Regions from separate parts of the Callithrix jacchus genome. Here region 2 is linked to region 1. Evidence: chromatin contacts called from public Hi-C data. All regions are on one chromosome and are shown on one strand. Each heading gives the region's core, a stretch centred on a gene start, on an enhancer-like site or on the middle of the called end of the contact. The rest is flanking DNA. Distances are from core to core; before and after follow the strand shown.

Region 1 (5,068 bases), core at 1,437-3,936:
AGTGGTTTACGCCTGTAATCCCAGCACTTTGTTAGGCCAAGGCAGGCGGATCATGAGGTCAGGAGTTCAAGACCAGCCTGGCCAACTTGATGAAAGCCCATCTCTACTAAAAATACAAAAATTAGCCAAGCACAGTGGCAGGTGCCTGCACTCCCAGCTACTCGGGAGGCTGAGGCAGGAGAATCTGGGAGGCAGAGGTTGCAGTGAGCCAAGATCGCACCATTGCACTCCAGCTTGGGTGATAGAGCGAGACTCCGTCTCAGAAAAAAAAAAAAAAAAAAAAGTAAAAATGGAACAGGGATTGTTGCAAATGAGAGTGGAATAATAATCTGAGCTGACCAATCTGTGGAATGGGAACTGTAAAGAGAGTTCTACCCTGCTTGACTAGGGCAGAGTAGTAATAAAGGCAGGTAGTAAGGCTAATATAGGAAAAGCCCTCCTATGAAGTCAGGCAGGCAGGGTTGAGTTGTCATTGTTCTTAATTCATGCCCCTAATACGGCATGGTTCATATTTATTTCTATAAGGAGGAAACATGCTTTGATCACTACCAAAAGTTGTTATGGTTTACGTTACCAAATCTGTCTCGCCGAGAGCTTGAGAGCAAAAGAAACAGAAAAAAAAAAAAAAAAGGTGGGGCTTGGGGCTTTAGCACAAGGTGCAAGTGAGATTGGGAAAAGCTTTAACAGAACACGGGGTAAGGATAACACTAGCTGATTTTTAACTCTAGTATAGATCTGCATATGAATGAAAATCTTAAGGAATTACTCTGATTTAGAAAAAGTACCAAAAACTGATACAAATTGACACGTTGTACTAAATTGCATTTCTCTTATCTCTGCTATTATTTATTTTGAGATGGAGTCTTGCTCTGTCCCCCAGACCAGAACGCAATGGCACAACATCAGCTCACTGCAACCTCTGCCTCCCGAGTTCAAGCAATTCTCCTGCCCCAGCCTCCCAAGTAGCTGGGACTACAGGCACGAGCCACCATGCCCGGCTAATTTTTGTATTTCCAGTAGAGATGGAGTTTCATCATATTGGCCAGGCTGGTCTCGAACTCCTGACCTCAGGTGATCCTCCCACCCCGGCCTCCCACAATGCTGGGATTACAGGCGTAAGCCACTCCGTCCAGCCTTGCCATTACTTTTTCAAAGTTCCTTAAAGCCAAAGACCAGGAACCAAAAAAACAAAACCAACTATTGATATTTAGGGTGAATTTAAAACAATATACAAATCTACATTTGAAAACAATTATACACAGTATTCAGGTGTAGTGGAACAGGATTCTGACTCAAAATACTGTAAAAGGAATGACTTCTTGTTTTATTTAAGCAAGTGTGTTAGAAAAAGTGTAGCTAATCAAGGCATTCTGAATCGCACATTTTAAAAACCGTCTGGGGCCGGGCGTGATGGCTCAGGCCTGTAATCCCAGCTCTTCGGGAGGCTGAGGCGAGCGGCCCACAAGGTCAGGAGTTTGAAATCAACCTGGCCAATATGGTGAAACCCCGTCTCTACTAAAAATATGAAAAAATTCACCAGGTATGGTGGCGCACGCCTCTAATGCCAGATGCTCGGGAGGCTGAGGCAGGAGAATTGCTTGAACCCGAAAGTGAAGGTTGCAGTGAGCCAAGATAGGGAGACTCCATCTCAAAAAAAAAAAAAGGATTAATAGGTTATTTCTGCTTTACGGCCATGACCGTTTATGACTTCAAAATCATCGAAGTTTACCTCTGGTCTCTTCCTTGGTTACTGATACTTTTAACATTTTGCTCTCAGATGTTGATGCAGAGTTTAGCGGGTTGGAGGGCGTTTTCGGAAGGGACATAATAAACACTGCCACCTATCACTTTTTTTAGTAATTTGAAATAGTCCTCTGGAAAGCTAATTTAGACACAAATCAGCGCCGCACTGGGACTTGCAGGCTGTCACGTAGTCCTGAAGGCAGAGGAAAAAAGAAAAAAAAAAAAAAAAAAAGACGACACCCATTAAGTACTTAGGTTCAGATCGCAGTTAAGAATTCATCTAGGGCCGGGCGCGGTGGCTCAAGCCTGTAATCCCAGCACTTTGGGAGGCCGAGGCGGGTGGGTCACGAAGTCAAGATATCGAGACCATCCTGGTCAACATGGTGAAACCCCGTCTCTACTAAAAATACAAAAAATTATGGGCACGGTGGCACGTGCCTGTAATCCCAGCCTCAGGAGGCTGAGGCTGGAGAATTGCCTGAACCCAGGAGGCGGAGGTTGCGGTGAGCCGAGATCGCGCCATTGCACTCCAGCTGGGTAACAAGAGCGAAACTCTGTCTCAAAAAAAAAAAAAAAAAAGAATTCCTCTAGCATGCTTTACCTTCTTCGGGGCGACCGTTATGTTGTAGCGTCATCTGACGCGATTAAAAAGCCTTAGCGGACACGTCAGGTCAGGGTCGGAGCAGGGTGGGAAGGACCCGCTCGGCGGCCGCCTGCACCCCTGACGGGCGCCACTCGCCGCAAATGGCTCGGCTGGGGACCCCGACGTTCCCCACAGGCAGCGCTCTCGCGTGCCAGTTCCACAAACTCGCGAGCTGGACAGGGCTCGCACTGTTTCTTGATTTAAAATGACAGGAAAGGGACCCCCACTACCCTACCCACACATTGCGTTGCCACCCGGCAACCAGTCACTTCGCCCTTTCCTAGGACGCTTGTTTGTCGTTATAGAAACCCAGGACCCCGCGGCTTAGTGGCCTCAATAGGGGCTGCCTTCGGCGGTGCCGGTGGAGGAGGGAGACAGCTAAGACAATCCCTTCAGCCTCTTGGGGTTTCTTGTGTTCTAAATCACAGCATAGGTTCAGCAGTAATGGAGAAGAAAAAGGTTTAATCCGGCCGTTGTCACAGAATCCGAAAGTGTCTCAGCCCGGGCTTCCGGCCGCGGGCCGGGTCAGTGCGCAGGCGCCGGCGGCGGCTCGCTGGAGGGGAGGACCCTTGTGGCTCGTGACGCACGCGGGTTATGCAAGGGTCTTCTAAGAGTTGTTTCCATCTCTCCAGCTCTCTTTTTTGTTGCTTTGCATATTTTTCTTTCTGTTTCTTTTCTTTTGAGACGGAGTTTCGCTTTTGTCGCCCAGTCTGGCGTGCAATGGCGCGATCTCGGCTCACTGCAACCTCCGCCTTCCGGGTTCAAGGATTCCGCTTTCTCAACCTCCGGAGTAGCTGTGATTGCAGGCGCCCGCCACGACGGCGGACTAATTTTTGTATCTTTAGTAGAGACAGAATTTTACCATATTGGCCAGGCTGGTCTCAAACTCCTGACGTCAGGTGATCAGCCCGCCTCGGCCTCCCAAAGTGTTGGTATTACAGGCGTGAGCCACCGCGCCCAGCAGCTTTGGATATTTTTCTAAAAGCCAGACTCAGGGGGAAGTTGGGTAATAAGAAACTGGGTCCCTTATTGGGTAAACCGTCAGGTTCTTTGCATTTCGGTCACATCTTCGTTGGACCCTTAAACGCCTCCCAGAGCACAAGGAAGGTCTCCTGGGTCCAGATTTTTCACCTCCTTGGCGCAGTGAAGGAGGATTGAGGTTAGGTGGAACCAGCTCTGGTAAAATTGTCGGGTCTTCTGGCGGAAAAACCTGCTCTCAGGAAATAAAACCATCAGCGCCTTGGCTCCGAACTGAGGCACGGTCCGGTTAGGGATCCTTTCATATGAAGGCAGAGATTTAGTGCCAAATAATGAACCTGCGGGAGAAGCCCAACGTCTAGATGCTTCCAGACCTGGAGGAAACTTTATCTTAATCGCCATATTCCTTAGCACCTAGTACAGTGCCTGGACAAACGTGAAAATCAGTTGGACAGTTCAGTGTTGACAGAATTAAGGTTGTTTTTTGGTTTTGAGAGGAGGGTTTTGGAGAAGGTTCAGTTTAGGACTTGTGGATATATTGAGTTTACAGTAAGATTGAGATATCTGGTTGGGAAATGGGAAGTAACTGTTTGATTAATACATGGATCTGAAGCTCTCAGCAAAGGGTTAGGTTAAAGTTGAATGGATGAGGCAGGGCGCGGTGGCTCATGCCTGTAATCCCAGCACTTTGGGAGGTTGAGGCGGGCGTATCATTTGAGGTCAGGTCCAGACCAGCCTGATCAACACGGTGAAACCCCGTCTCTACCAAATACAAATACCAAATTCAAAAAATTAGCTCAGTGTGGTGGCGCACGCCTGTAGTCCCAGCTACTCGGGGGGCTGAGGCAGGAGAATCACTTGAATTTGGGAGATGGAGGTTGCAATGCCATCGTACTCCAGTCTGGGCAACATGAGGGGGAAGGGAGTGGGGGGAGGAAGTGGGTAAGTGACTGGGATTACTCATGCTTGAGTAATCTCAGCACTTTCAGAGGCTTAGGCTAGAAGATGGCTTGAGACTAGGAATTTGAGACCAGCTTGGTCTCAAATTTTATCTTTTATTTATTTATTTTTTGAAATGGAATCTCACTCTGTTGCCCAGGGTGGAAAGGCAGTGGTGTCATCTCAGCTCACTGCAACTTCTGCCTCCCAGGTTCAAATGATTCTGTGGAAACTTAGCCTCCCAAGTAGCTGGGATTACAGGCATGAGCCACTACACCTGGCTTATCAACTCATTTTCTAAGTACGTGGGCAGGGATTTATACACACATCTGCAGGCACTTAGAGCATGCAAAGCTCCCTAAAGGAATGAGGGGGAAGTAGGCCAATATTTGTATTTAATATACCAAAAAAAAAAAAAATTAGAAACTTTTGCTTTTTATTATTTTTGACAGAGTCTCACTCTTGCCCAGGGTGGAGTGCAGTGGCACGATCTAGGCTCACTGCCTCCCAGGTTCAAGCAATTCTGCCTCAGCCTCCTGAATAGCTAGTATTACAGGCATGTCACCATGCCCTGCTAACTTTTCTTTTAGTAGAAATGGGGCTTCACCATATTGGCCAGGCTGGTCTCCAAATCCTGACCTCAAGTGATCAGCCCGCCTTGGCCTCCCAAAGTTCTGGGATCACAGGTGTGAGCCACTGCACCAGGCCTCCAATTAGCAACTTTTAAAAGCAGGCACTGAGAAGGAAATCTAGGCACTACTCAGC
Region 2 (5,312 bases), core at 2,360-4,859, 300 kb after region 1:
GTGATCTGACCACCTCTGCCTCCCAAAGTGCTGGGATTACAAGCATGAGCTACCACACCCAGCCTCGAGGGCTACTTTCTGAAGTTTCAGAAATCAAGATGGGACTCAGCGTGAGGGTGGTATCACCCTTCCTGAGGATCCTGCAGATACCCAGAACAGTTGGCACAGACGTATGGGGAGGAACCCTGTCCCCCATGTCCTGAGGCTGTTCCCATCCTGTGGTTTCAGGGCTCCGTTTTATGGAGAAGCCTGATACTCATTCTCATTCAATTCAGCCAACACTTGAGAGTATCTCCGGGGCGCAAAGTTCTCTGATAGGCCTAACTTCCTCTCAGCCAGGAGGCTGCAGGATTTGTAGACTGGGCTACCAGGAGCCGCGGTGGAGACAGGGAGGGTGTGCTGCCAGCTGTGGGCGACCTCCTGACCATTCCAAGTTCAGGACCAATTGGTCAAACACCTCAAGTCAGCCCAGAGTGGTTATTCTGGAGCCTTCGGAGGTCAAGGTCTATGATACAACATTGAGGGTATCACACATTGGTTTAAAAGTAGTAGGAACATAGAAGAAAATTAACGTTTGCTGCTTTTTTTCCCCTCTAAATTCAGAACTGGACTGAGTGTTTTACATTTAGTCTTACAATTCTGCAAGACAGGCATTATTCTTCCCACTAAAGCTGAGGAAACTGGCTGGGTGCAGTGGCTCATGCCTGTAATCCCATCACTTTGGGAGGCTGAGAGTGGTGGATCACTTGAGGTCAGGAGTTTGAGACCAGCGTGGCCAACATGATGAAACCCCATCTTCTACTAAAAATACAAAAATGAGCAGGGCATGGTGGCATGTGCTTGTAATCTCAGCTACTCAGGAGGCTGAGGCAGGAGAATCGCTTAAGCCTGGGAGGCAGAGGTTTCAGTAAGCCAAGGTCATGCCACTGGGCAACAAAGAGACTTGGGCATCCAGCCTGGGCAACAAAGAGACTTGGTCTCAAACTAAATAAATTAAATAAATAAATAAAGCTGAGGAAACTGATGCTTGGGGAAGGACTCCTCAGTTTACCAGCAAGGAAGAGGCAAGACTAGGAATCCAATGGAGGCCTCCAATTCCCTGGCCACAACAATTTGTAGAACAACAGGTATGTTGAGTAACTCGCTAATTGCCACTTAGGGTGTTTGTTTTTTTTTTTTTTTTTTTTTGGAGACAGAGTTTCACTCTTGTTACCCAGGCTGGAGTGCAATGGTGCGATCTCGGCTCACCGCAACCTCCGCCTCCTGGGTTCAGGCAATTCTCCTGCCTCAGCCTCCTGAGTAGCTGGGATTACAGGCACCATGCCCAGCTAATATTTTGTATTTTTAGTTGAGAGGGTTTCACCATGTTGACCAGGATGGTCTCGATCTCTTGACCTCGTGATCCACCCGCCTCAGCCTCCCAAAGTGCTGGGATTACAGGCATGAGCCACCGCCCAGCTGCCACTTAGGGTCTTAATCCAAGTCAGCAACGATCCAGAGTCAGACTTCCTGACCTAGTAGTCCAGTCTTGTGTCCTGAGCCAGACTGTGTCCTTAACACACTGTGTTATTGGCATTTTGGCCAATTAAGTGACCTAAATATCTAGAGTGGGCCCCATTTATGGAGACTGAAGGAGCTGGGATCAGGAGAACTCTAGGCAAGAAATTGCTCCTAAGGAAAAGAGAGGAAGCTTTTGCAAATATCAGAGCAGGCTTCAGAACTTGGGGCCAGAGATCACCCTGTGGGTGAAAATGCCAATCAACTGCAATATGCAAATCAAGCCACCCAAACTAATTAGAAAATACTAGGAAGGGAGTTTGTTAAGTCATGAGTCACAGGCAGCTGGGAGCCGGAGAATGCACAGGCATATTTCCCTGTGATGGGGACTATGAATTAGTTATAATCAGAAACAGTCTCTTCTTTCTCTCAGGGTGTGAAGCTGCAAAGGCCTCCCTACTGATCCCAGATAAACCAGGAAAGGAGTGCTGCATCACCCAGACATTTGTCAGCTAAGGGTCAGAAAGGGAACTTTCAGTTACCACCCACAATTTCTGATCAGTTCTCTCACTGGATACTTCCAGTCCCCTGTGAGAGGTCGACGTTTAGAGCAAGGTGTTCTGGGCCTGACTCTCCTTAAGATCGAAGATGTTGGATTATGAGTTAATCCCTGCAAAACTCTTAGCACAGTGCCTGGTAAGTGTAATAGATATTAGCTATTCTCTTCTTGGAGAGGCTCTCAGGGCTCAGACCGACATGACCAGAGGTGGGTGGTAAGCGAGCAGAGGAAAACCTGTTTAGACAAGGGACACATGGTGGTAATGAGGGGCCTGCCCAACATCTAGCGGTGCTCCCTCCTCCCAGCTCAGCTGAGTGTCACTTGTTCATGGCATTCCCATGGATCCTCAAGATCCACAAAACAGCTCAGTTTTGTCTGGGCTATTAAGCTAGAGGCTCAAATCCCCGAGTCCCATCTTGACTTAAGTATTTGGTACTCCAAAAACTTCAGTCGGACTGTGGCAGTTCCTGCTTGTGGGGAGGCTGGGCAGCATGACAAAAGGTCCCTTGCATCTAACCATTTCCCCTGGACAGCCTCCCTCCCCACAGATTCCCAGCCCCTTAAAGCCAAGCGGGGTCCAACCTGTAAAGTTGTTGGAGATTCTGCAATCCCCACTGGGGCAGCAGTCTCGGAAGCTGCAGTACCACGTGGTCAGGAGATCCAGGTACCGCTGGCCCAACAGGGGAAGGCGCCAGCCTGGAAAAGGAGGAGCCGTGAGACCGAGAGGAGACCATCCGGTGCGCGACAGTGATGCGGCAACTTTGCCACATGATTCGTCAGGGGCAGAGCGACACCCAGAACTGAGATCTCAACGCCCAGCCCGGGCTCGGCCCACTGTCGGCCCTCAAGCCCTGCGTCCACAAGCAGCAGGGGAGAAGGCAGTCACCAGGCGTGTCCACAGCGGACGTTCCCAAGAGCTGTCAAGAGCAGCACCTTCGAATGACGCCAGGGTGGGCTGGGAGGCGGCACAGGCGGCGCAAGCCAGTCTGGAAGGAACGGGGATGGGGGCGGCGGGGGCGGGAAGCCGGGCCCCAGAGGGTGCCGGCGCCGCGGGTGGGGCCGGGCGGTGTTGGGCTCCTGACTCCGCGGAGGCTGCGGCGCCCACAGCCGGTACCCGGGGCCGCGCGGAGCGGGACTGTGGGCTGAGACGTCGCCCGGGGCAGGAGCGAGGCGACCACAGCCGCGCCCGGATAGCACCCTGCTCCGCAGCGAATGGCGGCCGCGGGCACGGGGTCTTACCCGGGGACCCCGCGGCTGCCTCCTCGTCCTCGTCACAGTCGTCGGGCCACACCTGGCGGCTGAAAAGCGTCCAGTACCGCTTAGACAGGGCGGCGGCCGCCCTCAGCTGCTCCTTCAGGCGCTGGAAGCCCGGCCAGGCCCAGGGCGAGCGCGGCTCGTCGGTCTCCTCCCACAGCCTAGAAGCGCTGCGGGGCTCGAGCGCGCCCGGGAGCGGCAGCAGCAGGACAAAGAGCCAGAGCGGGCGCCACGGGCCACGAAGCATGGCGGGCCCGGGGCTGCAAGCCTCTTCGGCCGCGGGGCTCGTCGGCTTCACTTACGGCCGGCGGTGGAGGGGTTGGGGATGGGGGCCGGGCGTGAGCGCGCACTGGCAGGGGATTGGTGTTGCTGTGGCGACCGGAGGGCCGGGCAGAGCGCGCACTGGCAGCCTCCGCACACGTGACCTGGGCAGGAACCTGAAAACCCTGGCTGTGGTCGCGAGAGGCGGCCCCGAGACCCACTTCAGGCCGAGGGCAACTAACAGGCTTCCGGGAAGCAGTTTATTCTGGGTCGTGACTGGTTGCAAAGAAGGTGAAATCAGGCTTTGAAGTGGCCAGTCGGTCACTCCGCCAGGGCTTTCGGAGGGCTCTGGTGGCCCATCAGAGGCCTACGGAATAAGGACACTTGTGCTCTGCCTCGCCTCTGCAGCTCAACTTCCCGCCAACCTGTTAGAGAAGCCGGGAAACCGTCTCAGCCAGGAGCGGTAGGCGGGCCAGGGGAGTCAGCTGAGTGGAGAAGAGGCCCTGGGAAGGGCGCAGCTGGGTGCCTGTCTGGCCAAGGTTGCCCTGGCTCCCCCGCAGAAGGAAAAGAAACTGCAACCGAGTCCGCGAAAAGAAAGAGGAAGCTGATTGATGGGCTCGTCTGGAGGTGTTTGGATTTTGGAAACCCCCGAGTCATGGGCAAATCATAAGATTTACCGAGATCGCGGCACTGCACTCCAGCATGGCGACAGAGCAAGACTCTGTCTCCAGATAAATAAACAAACAAATAAATAAGGCTAAGTACTGTGTGCAGTACTTTTCCTGGCTAGGTTTGCAACTTTGAAGTGCGGTGACTGAGCAGCCCTTCCGACACCGCTGGCAAAAGACCTAGCGCTCTTCTCCATAGCGAGGAGCTTGGAACAAGGCTGTTAGATTTCAGAAGAGCTTAATGCATTGCTTAAAATCACCTGGCTTTCTGATGGCTGTAAATAGAAAATACATAAATAAATAAAATCACCTGGCTTACTGCAGCCAATGGCCAAAAAGCCATCTTGCCTTAGGAGAAAACTACTGTCTAGAGAGATGAGTGGACTTGGCTAGTGTCATATGTTTAGTGGCTTTGAGGTTGGGCCCTCCAGACAGTAAGGTGTCTCACCAATGTCGCAGGGAACTTGACTCACCGGTTCACCCCAGTCTCTTAAATCACACTCAGTGCCAGGTCTGCTCCATTCTCAAAAGCTTATCAAATTTGCCCCTGCCTTTCGTTCAAACGCCTATGGAAACCAGATAAGCACCTTGCTAGGACACCACAAGGTTCAGTTGAAAAGCAAAATGTTTGTAGTGTCTCATTCAGTGTGATGTCAAAAACTTTTCATGGAGTAGGAGCCATGGCACTAGCCCGGCACTGTATGCATCAAGCTTGTGGAATCCACCGGAAACAATTAACAATGCACACACCACAGCGCTTATTGGAAAACTAAAAAAATTAGGCCGAATGTGGTGGCTCATGCCTGTAATCCCAGCACTTTGGGAGGCGGAGGCGGATGGACCACCTGAGATCGGGAGTTCAAGACCAGCCTGGCCAACATGCAGAAACCCATCTCTACTAAAAATACAAAATCAGATGACGTGGTGGTGGGCATCTGTAATCCCAGCTACTCAGGAGGCTGAGGCAGAAGAATGGCTTGAACCCAGGGGGCAGAGGTTGCAGTGAGCTGAGATCGAACCACTGCACTCCAGCCTGGGCAACAGAGTGAGACTCCATCTCAAAACCAAAAAAA

What was found. Hi-C and Micro-C count contacts between places; a contact is called where the count stands out from the background.
Region 2: a contact with region 1 is called in a Hi-C map of skeletal muscle, with 9 times the contacts expected there. The contact joins the promoter of TOR3A here to the promoter of AXDND1 in region 1. A contact is called at or near these places in 3 of 3 Hi-C or Micro-C datasets (induced pluripotent stem cells and skeletal muscle).

What each region holds. Positions count from the first base shown.
Region 1 is chr18:23,906,781-23,911,848 of calJac240_pri, forward strand. It overlaps AXDND1 (axonemal dynein light chain domain containing 1), which reads right to left and starts at 2,687. Exons shown (of 29, transcript XR_013529486.1): 1 at 2,345-2,687; 2 at 1,730-1,936.
Region 2 is chr18:24,201,420-24,206,731 of calJac240_pri, forward strand. It overlaps TOR3A (torsin family 3 member A), which reads right to left and starts at 3,610. Exons shown (of 6, transcript XM_035279964.3): 1 at 3,296-3,610; 2 at 2,639-2,752. The coding sequence starts at 3,557.